2 separate regions of the Drosophila melanogaster genome follow, and region 2 is linked to region 1. A link is a contact called in public Hi-C data. All regions are on one chromosome and are shown on one strand. Each heading gives the region's core, a stretch centred on a gene start, on an enhancer-like site or on the middle of the called end of the contact. The rest is flanking DNA. Distances are from core to core; before and after follow the strand shown. Region 1 holds the start of lncRNA:CR43956 (long non-coding RNA:CR43956). Region 2 holds the start of Zip102B (Zinc/iron regulated transporter-related protein 102B).

What was found. Hi-C and Micro-C count contacts between places; a contact is called where the count stands out from the background.
Region 2: a Hi-C map of the Kc167 cell line shows a contact between it and region 1, with 2.7 times the contacts expected there. The contact joins the promoter of Zip102B here to the promoter of lncRNA:CR43956 in region 1. A contact is called at or near these places in 19 of 107 Hi-C or Micro-C datasets (the Clone 8 cell line, the Kc167 cell line, the S2 cell line and 4 more) and 1 of 6 datasets of contacts at active chromatin or transcription factors (the Kc167 cell line).

Annotation. Positions count from the first base shown.
Region 1 is chr4:129,602-134,621 of dm6, forward strand. It overlaps lncRNA:CR43956 (long non-coding RNA:CR43956), which reads right to left and starts at 3,273. Exons shown (of 1, transcript NR_073614.1): 1 at 3,073-3,273. anne (anne boleyn) reads left to right here and starts at 2,619. Exons shown (of 11, transcript NM_205865.2): 1 at 2,619-2,686; 2 at 3,585-3,630; 3 at 3,987-4,112. Ank (Ankyrin) reads right to left here and starts at 248. Exons shown (of 12, transcript NM_001169348.2): 1 at 197-248.
Region 2 is chr4:311,635-316,510 of dm6, forward strand. Zip102B (Zinc/iron regulated transporter-related protein 102B) reads right to left here and starts at 2,453. Exons shown (of 3, transcript NM_001297784.1): 1 at 2,114-2,453; 2 at 1,723-2,008; 3 at 1-1,664. The coding sequence starts at 2,212. The coding sequence ends at 1,156. Rnf11 (Ring finger protein 11) reads left to right here and starts at 3,289. Exons shown (of 4, transcript NM_001272124.1): 1 at 3,289-3,323; 2 at 4,759-4,875. The coding sequence starts at 4,783.

The DNA.
Region 1 (5,020 bases), core at 2,023-4,522:
TTTAAAAGCACAATAAAAAGGACAGGAATCAAGAAAAGTTTATCTTAGTTAACAGAAATAAATATTACTAAGATGTTGACCAATTATTAAGAATTGATATATATAGACAGTGTTATATGTATTTACATAGAATGTTCAGACGGCTTATTACCAAAAATAGTTCGATAGGTATAAACTTTTTATATCGTTTTCCTACCATATCAAAATTCCATTTACGCAACCAGTGCTGCTGTTGCATTATTATAAAGGATTTTATTATACGCGCATGCTCCGGTAATCGAATTCTAAGAATTTTAGGATTTCGATTTGAAATCGCAAGGTCGGTGGTCCGGTTTTCGAATTTATAAAATTTTTTCGATTTGTAAAATGTGCACTTTGGCCGAAGTGCCTTTTTTATATCAAAGCAGATCTTATTTACTTAGGATAAAATAGTTTACTCATTGGACTATTGATGTTTATGCCACATCATCACAAGATCACTCTGCCCCTTAGTTATTTAAAAAAAATTGATTTCTGACCCCAACTCAGATTTTACAAGCAAAATTTTCGATTTGGCAAAGGGTTGATAATAAGGTCGCAAAAAGCTATCAGGAAGTTTGCCATACAGTTAGTAAAACGAAATAGGAGAGTAAAAAAAACTTATAAATTATAGAAGAATTCAATCATTAATTTAAGGGGGGCGATAGGGTTCTTTGTAAATTATGCGTTTTAATTTTATCACATAAATGGTTAAAGTGCAGTAAAGAAAATAATTGCGAAAATGGGAAATAAAACTGTGAAGAGGCGGACGCTTCCAGAAAATATGTGAAAAGAGCTTAGCCAGCTGTTCACTGTTTAATTAAGATTCCGATAGCAAACATTTCAATCATAAGATTTTGGCCAAATCGAAGTCCAAAAAATTATTACAAATACCTGAGCCTGCCTTAGAAATTCTCGGAAATGTTATTGTTATATTAAAAAACATTCTAAGGGAAATAAGTTAAAAGCAAGAGACAACGCTATAGTCGACTCTCCCGACTATCAGATACCCGTTGCTCAGCTAGTTCAAGTGATACTGACAATTTTCAAAATGATTTTTTATCGGAAGAAATTGGGGTAAAAAATTAATTTTAATGCTCTAAGGTGTTAACGGGATATATTTGGGCATCTTTTTGGTGTCAGAGTGGGCGTGGGTTGACATATTGTTTTTTAAATATCGATAGAAACTGCAAAAAAATTAAATCATTTCTCAAAATTGTGGGTATGGTAGTTTTGGACGGTATTAGGTCGTAAACTCTAAGCCGTTGCAAAAAATTGTTTGCAAAGCGATAGAAATTTACAAGACTAACAAAACTGTAAAACATTCGCAAACATTTTTAAAAAATTTGGGCGGGGCAGTTTTGGGCGGTTTTACGGCTCTAGAGTGTACGTAAAAAAAATTTTTTTCGTCATGTTAATAGAAATTTACAAGACAAAATATTAATATGAAAAAATATCCTAACATTTTGCAAAAGTGTGGGCGTGGCAAAAAGTTATAAGGCAAATCGATAGAAATTTAGAAGACAGAGAATAATTCGAAAACATTTTTCAAATGTATAGGCGTGGCAGTTTAGGGCGCTTTGTGGGCGTGGCAGTTTAGGGCGGTTTGTGGGCGTGCCAATATGGTGCAACAAACTTGCACTGCGTCTATGTCTAGAATCTGTATGCTTTATCTCAACCTTCTAGCTTTTATAGTTCCTGAGATCAAGACGTTCATATTATTCCATTTTATAAATCCATTTTTCTTGTATAGCACATTTCTGTAAGTCGTAAGGTCAAGAAGGACAATTTGGTGTCGTAGCCCATCCCACAGAGCACATTCGTAAAAATCTGATTCTGGTCTAGAACATCTGTTTTATTAAAATAAACATCGTAAATTGTGCAAACTGTCTACATTGAATCATTTATATTACCATTATAATTACAAACAATATTCTTATTAGAATATCTGTTTTCGTGTGTTTGCCCTATGCTTATATATGATATATATATATATATATATATATATATATACATATATATATATATGTGATATATTAAATTCTACCGAATATACGCGAGCTACACTATAATCTCTTCTTTAGTATAAAGCTTAGGATACATAATAATGAATTGCAGCTCGAGCGTTGAAGATGGCTTTGAATGACTTGGATCAATTGAGTCTATGCATAAATTTTAATCATTTCTCAGGAAAACAATAAATAAATGTAATTAAAATACTAAATTGACTATATACTATATACATATATGCTGATTAATATTCCTTCTCGTAGTGAATTCCTGAATTGTATTTCAGAAAAAGAAGAATTTTCAGTTGCATGTCTTATGTATCAACTGCTGAATTTTCAACAAAAAATAAAAGTTAAATGATTACAGATACAGCATTAGTTCAGTGTTATGACAATAGGTAAATAAAGTACATGTGTATATTTGTACCTATGTATGGGATTCAGATCACCGCAGCGGGAAATAAAATACACCATCGTCCCAAAACTCTTCGATCTTCTATGAAGCTACCTTGGCGTAAAAGAGAAATCGCCAGTGTAAATATCTATTTGAATATTTTTTTCTAAATGTATTTACTTTTGGGTGCGCTTAAACATTATTTGAAATCCATCAATAAAGGGATGTGGACAGGCAGTTTTATGGTGACACCAAAATAAGAATTGTAATTATTGTGAACGCATCACATTGCCTTAATATTTTGTTTTTTAAGGCGTACATATAAATCGTGAAGTTACTATACGTTTATGTAAATTTAACATACGTTTATTACATAGTATGGCTTTAAAATAATGTCTATATGCGTAAAGATATATATATTAGAATCTAGATACAATATATGTATATACACAGTCCTTCCATACACATGCATGTATCTATGACATGTTTGGACTGATAGATTTTATATTATGTCACGAAATATAAAAGTTTTGATGAAGTTTCTATGACAATGATGCCATTTTACTAAGTGAAGGTTTTTACATGAATTAATCTAAAATACATATTTTTTTTATCTAAGTGAAGTAACTTATAGTACAAGCGTCTCAGTTACCAAGTAAAGATTAGCTATCTATTCATATTTGTTCGGGTTATTTTTTTGACTGCACCGGTATTGCCAATGTCAGTGAAATGGGAAATGATTGGTTCGTTGTTCATGAAGTTGCTTCTTGTAACTTTGGATATTAGTTAAACAGACCACCGTAAATGAGACTAGTTTTTATTGTAGCATTCAATGTCGATGCATATTAAAATATCAGAGTCAATCTGGCCACGCAACGCCAATTTGTATTGGTTGGTTTTTTATTATAAATATATTCGTCAAATTTTTATAATTATAATGTATAAAATTATGTTTAATTAATTAAATTTCCTGTACATAAGAGTGTTATTAACAAATTTCTTCATGTATAGCTCACATTTTATGCGTTAGGTTTAATCTATTTACGAATTTTCAGAGTGTATTAAAATTTGTTTTGTCCATTTTGTATTATTTATTACCTATTTAACTACTTCTTTCCATTAATAAAATTTAAAATAATACCTGGATGAAAATCGCATTGCAGAACTGGTCATCTATGGAACAACATTGGAGTTGCTGGACCTACACATGTATGTATGTATATGAATGTAGCTATAATTAGGAAAACGTTATTAAAACTCACTGCAGAAATTCAGTTATTCTACCTCAATTTCTTTTCCAATTTGTATACTTGTTTAGAGATTAAGCCATGTCGTAGATGCCGCTCTAGTTTGTCTAGTTTATTGTTTTTGCCTTTGTCTATCCAATTTTTATAAATATATAAAAAATATTAAAAAATAATTTTTTTAAGTGCCTTTTCAATTTCTGTTGATGTGAGATTGAATTATTATTAGTAAAGATATTACGATTGGGAAATTAGCTTACAGTTGAATATTAAAAAACGTTATTAGATTCATTACATATTACAATTTGCATTCCATTTCAGAAATTTATCACTTGGTCAAACAACAAGGAAGAGCCTATTAAAGAAATTGAACTAATACCTGATTTTGCTTGGGTAGCTATTAATGTGCCACTGAACGGTGTTTTTATTAAAATGATTGAAATTGAGGTATATAACAAACAAAAAAAATAGTTATGTTCCCTACGTGGAATTCCACTTTTAATTTTAAATCGATACTTTTTTGCACAGACTACTAAAGTTCATCATTCTTAATTACCATTGCCAAGAAATTCGCACCTGTCATACTAAGAATTTAATCCGAGGGATTGTATCGTAATGAATTCATATCAAGGTGTTATAAAGAAGAAACTGGAAAAAAGTAAGATATTATACAGAAATGTGCTCAACGCGTGCTTTGGTGTATGTGTATTCACATTACCACTTAACAAGTTAAAGGGTGTCCTGCCCAGAGGAACCAGATTAAGCTTGAAGATTTTACAAAAGGAGTACATCAAGCAATTTTTTTTTGAGAAGCGTGTGGGAAGCGGAGGAGCTGTTTTAAATTTTATTACGTTTTTTGGATGATTAATAAAGAACTGGAGAAGAAGCAAACCAAAAAAATATCAGAGCCTAAATCCTGCAGGTCTACAAACGCAATTTTCACTTAAACGACGGCAGCTAAAATTATTGCACTTTAAATTATTAGCCAATAATCATGTGCCATTTAACTTAGATATCCAACCTCGTCCAACATTTTTGAGCCGGGTAGGCAGATCGAACTGCTCTTCAATGATGTTACAAATTTTGTTCGCTTGCTTTCTATGTTGTTTAAGAGAGACATTTTACAAAGATGGCAAATGTAGCTGACATTAAAATTTGCATAATTGCATAAGTGTTAGAAACAAGAATAAGAACCAAGAAGTATATTCAAAGTGTCGAAGAATTTATAATTGCCTTCACTTGTAATTTTAAATTGTTCAGAAATGTTCGCAAGTCAGAGCAAGGCTTGTGATTCTCCGAGTGAGACTGTGCACCTACAGTCTTTACCAAATCATATTGAAGATCTAAAATTTAGA
Region 2 (4,876 bases), core at 1,203-3,702, 180 kb after region 1:
TTTCTCATATCGATATGACGCAACCTAGTGATTTTGGAAGTATTAGTAAGATGCTACGCGGTGAAAAGATACAAAATATTATAAGATTGTATATATGTAAAGGGAAAACAATTTATCCTAATTTGAAACAAATCCATGCTACAAGTAATTGAACATTTTACCAAATTTTGTCGATTGTGCCCAAGGAGAAGAGAATCGAGATCAGGTTTCGGAATGGCAACGAAAAGGAATAGTACGCAAGTCGGCGCCGAATTTCGCCAGCAGACTCGTCATAGTCAAAAACAAAGATGGATCAACTTAACGCCATGGTTTAAAAAACTGCCTAAAACTGCAGTCAGCAAAGCTATTTGTCGTCGTGATTTTGGGAAACAGTTTTTTTCACGTTCTAGTAGAAGAGAAGTGCCCATAATACACATCATTTATAGCCAAAGAAGTTTTTAAAGATCTTTGCTAAGATATGATTCATATTTACAAGACAAGACAAGAACAGCGGAAATAAAGAACGCGCGAAAAATATTCCGCAAAGAAGTTGAGCAGAATTAAAGTAGAAAAGACGCAGAAAGGTATCTATAAATGTAGAAAGTCATAGCAGAAGTAGTTATAGAAATCCGTAATCTAAGGCCGTAACAGAAGACGTTATCCAGTAAACCAATGGTGACATTGCCAAGCTGCCTTTAAACCGTCTCTTACTTTTTACTACCATTCTGAGAACGTAAACTATCCATTGTTATTAAATACAATAAAAACATATATAATTATAAATTAACATATAGTATATAGGAGCCGGAGTCAAAATTCTGATGCCAATGAATTCGGCGCCGACTTGCGTACTATTCCTGCCTGCGCAAGTCTAAATATTAAAGTAAAATATTTCTTGCACTACTTTTTGACCTTCCTCATTTTGCTTGGTTTACTCACAATACATTCTCGTATAAGGCCTCTCAAATCACTCAACTTTACAGAAAGCTGACAAAAGTTGACGTCGGTACCAAATTTGACTTTCATGCGACAATTCATTAAATTCAAAATCTTTGTGCAAAGCACTTAATGTTAATAATTGTATATCCGAGAAATTAAACCCAATATATTTATAGCTTAATATCCCTTAACTTTTACTTCATCTTATTTGACAAAAATATATGTATTACTACATTACTAGTGATTATGTCCAAATGTTATAATTAGGGGTAGCAGTGCGCCGCAAATCAGAATTACCAATTCACTATATTTTAGTGCTTGAATACTATTGCTTCCATTTATATCATTCGTAGCAACACCTCGAGATTCCTCTAGCAAACAATAATCATGCTGATCGCTTTTCGTAAATCCCCCTTGGGTAAGCTCTGGTAAAACATGCACAGTTGCTACGTACAAAAATGTTCCAGCGGAGAATAGCATAGCTATACCAGTGGCATTCACGGAATTTAACGTGTCCTTCTGCTCCTGTCCGATCCCAAAATACGTTAAAATAGTCATAAGGGGAGCCGACAGGGAAAATAAGACTAGGTGTCTGCGAATTTGATGTCTGTCTACTTTTTCGTGCAGTAAGAATGTCACTAATCCAAATGCTGCTGGTGCCTTATGAAGCATTATAGCTAAAAATACAATTATCTCAACGTCTTGATGGCTAGTGGTGGCAGCTGCTCCCAATGCAACTCCATCAGCTGCAAAAGAACAACAATTTTTAAGATATGGTGGGTACACCAATATAAGCTTCTTTACCTGCGGCATGCACAACCAATCCAAGAGTTAGTGTGGCATTGTTTTTTTTATTACTTCCAACATTACTCTTCCGCTGAGAGATGTCCACCAACATCATGAAGACAAATCCAAGCACAAGAGAAAGTCCAATGGTCTGTGAGTAATCTGGTTGCTCCGGAACTGATGTCCGTTTTTGGGATTGGCCACTCCCCACATACAATGATCGAATGCCCTCCGGAATAATAACAACGAGAGCAGTTCCCACTAACAATCCAGCTCCCAGCACAGTGACACATTTTAGCTTTTCCTTTAATGACATTTATTAAGTAGAACAAATTAATGCACTAGTGGTGCTCCAAATACCTCACATTAAATTTTTTTTGTATTTAAAATGCCATTGTTTAGTACCGACCTCGCTTAATTTCATCAGCATCGGTATGCTCCCTGCCAAATAAGACCCCACAAGCATAACCAACACTAATAAAATGAGAATTATTGTCTCCTCAGCCATGATTGCCCAACTTAATTTTAATGAGCATAATACCATCAAAGCTACATGTTTTTGCCAACTCAATCGCTAGAGATGAGCCTTATTAACATTTTAACAACGCATATAGCAGCAACCAACTGTGGAACTTATACCATATTCTACAATAACACTTCAACCAAATTAACATCTCATACCACAACAGAACTATACAATTTGTTTTCTTCTCATCCCGTTAAAACTCGCGATCCTACAGACGTACGAAATTTTCCCAGACTGTGAACAATACCTTTAAGTTATTATATTTCATGTCTTACCCACTGGCTTATTATACAAACTTATTGAAAACGGTTTTAGATGGTCCGATACAAATGTATGATACCATTTTTAATTTATATATAATATATATAAAACATATATAATATAATATAATATAATATATATAATATAATATAAGATAATATATATAATATAATATATAATAATATATATAATATTATATAATATAATATAATATATATAATTTATATATAATATATATTTAGAAATAGTACCAAGCATTCTCAACCGACTTTTAACCGATTTTTTATTTGCTCTCATGTGAAATTTAAAAAAAAGAAAAAACCTTTAATGGTTTTAAGAATAATTGTTCGAATGGAGCTAGTGAACCAAATTTTCTTTAAGCTATTGTTTATCGGAAAATTTAACTTGTTCGCAAAACCTATAGTAGTTGCTCTACCTTTTACTGGTTATGATCGGTCACCAGTTAATTTTAATATTTTAAATAAATTCTGTAAATATATTAAAGTGTGCGGTATATAGTATTTTCCTGGTGTCACCGTGTGTTATCCTACAATAATTGCTCATTTGGCTTATCTATATATCGTCAGAAATCACATAACATAAAAAATTCTAGATCCTTATAATTTATTTATTTAATAAGTTATTTAGGGATACATCACTCTCTCGTACTACATGGAGGGTTGTATTCCGTATTATGATTGTATAGCGCAACGTGAGAATGTAATTTATCTCAGTGCACAACGTGTATTACACCATTTACATAAACAGTTTGGTAACCTAAGGTCATACTATTAACAGCACTGTTGATTTTGGTTTATTTATTGTCAAATAGGTAAAAAGTCTAAGCATATGGAATAAATCAGGCTTTATTAAATCGAATCTAGTCTAATTTCAAAGAAAGTCACATTTAATGTTTTTTTTTTTTTAAATCAACTAACTAAATTGTTTCTGTTTATTATGAAAGTTGTGTATACATATGTGCATTTTATATACATGCATGCGTACTTATTAATTTAAGATTTCTTGGGGATTGGTACTAATTGGTACTGTATATGTGAGTTTTAAACGTTTCATTATTTTGCTAATTTCCGATAAACTTATAAAATTAAATGAAAATAGAATAAGTCGTCCAAGGTTTTTAAGAATAGATGGATCACGAATATTTGCACCTTCATCTGGCGTTCAGAATTGGCAAAAACAGGATTCTTCCAACGTTGAGTGACGAATCGTAATCAAACAAATACATCCATATAATTTAATGAATATCTCGTTTTGTAACACTATTTTTTTATTAGTTACTACAATTTGCTCAGTGCGGAGTAAAGGTAATGCATCAATAAATAAACAATCGTTGTGTGATGTACAAGTGTTCATCGCAAAGTTTAAAACGAGCCAAGCCAAATCGCGTATGAAATAGTATAATAAATCTTTTAGCGATTGGTACTTCCCCTTAACAAGCGTGTGTATAAATATCCTTAAAAGTAAAGTCCAATGTCAATGTAGTGTAAAACATACACGATAAGGATATTCAACAGATTGAAAGTATCTAGACGTCCATATGAAAAAAATATCATCATATCATATATCAATTTCCAGTTTTTAAGGAATGGAAAGTTTTCTTCAGTTTTTTCCGTTAAGAAACAAAAATTTTTTTAAGTAAAGGTGTAGAAATATTAACTATAACAGATCCTAGATTTTATATCATTATACGCGGTACTCGTTTTTTTTTGAATATTTTTATGTCTTGGCAATCTTTTATCGATAAACAACACATCGAGATTTTGCAGATGTGGGGTGATATGAAGTCAAAAAACATATGTTACCCATCAAACTACGATGCAAGTTTGGTAGAAAAACACTATTTACCTTCGAGACCAATTTTGCTCCTTGGCCCAACCAGTTTCCACTTTTTATGTCTTCTTTAGTTTCGGCCAGGTCTATTGGCGGCAGGTATTTCCTTAATCCTTGTGGCCGCACAACTTTCAAGATTTAAGCTCTATGTGGGAGCTGCATATAGAGGTTTTGGTTTCCCAATCGGAAATTTTTGCAATCGTGATTTTTCTCGTTCGCTAAAACAAAAAAAAAAAGCTTTTCTTTGGCTCGGTCGCGTAAATGGTCTTCTTTGATCTTCCTTTTACTTTGTGTTTGTTATGTACAACTTTTAAAAAAAAGCTTACACTGCATTTAAATATAAAGTTTTACAACTTAACTAAAATACAAGATAAAACGAGCCGTATAAATTTTCTTTACGTGTGCATATATTTCAGTTAAATCTTCGAAAAACGCATGAAATGGGTAATTGCTTAAAAATTAGCACTTCAGATGACATTTCACTTTTACGCGGCAATGACAGTCAAATCAGCGGGACACAGCCAGTGTATCATG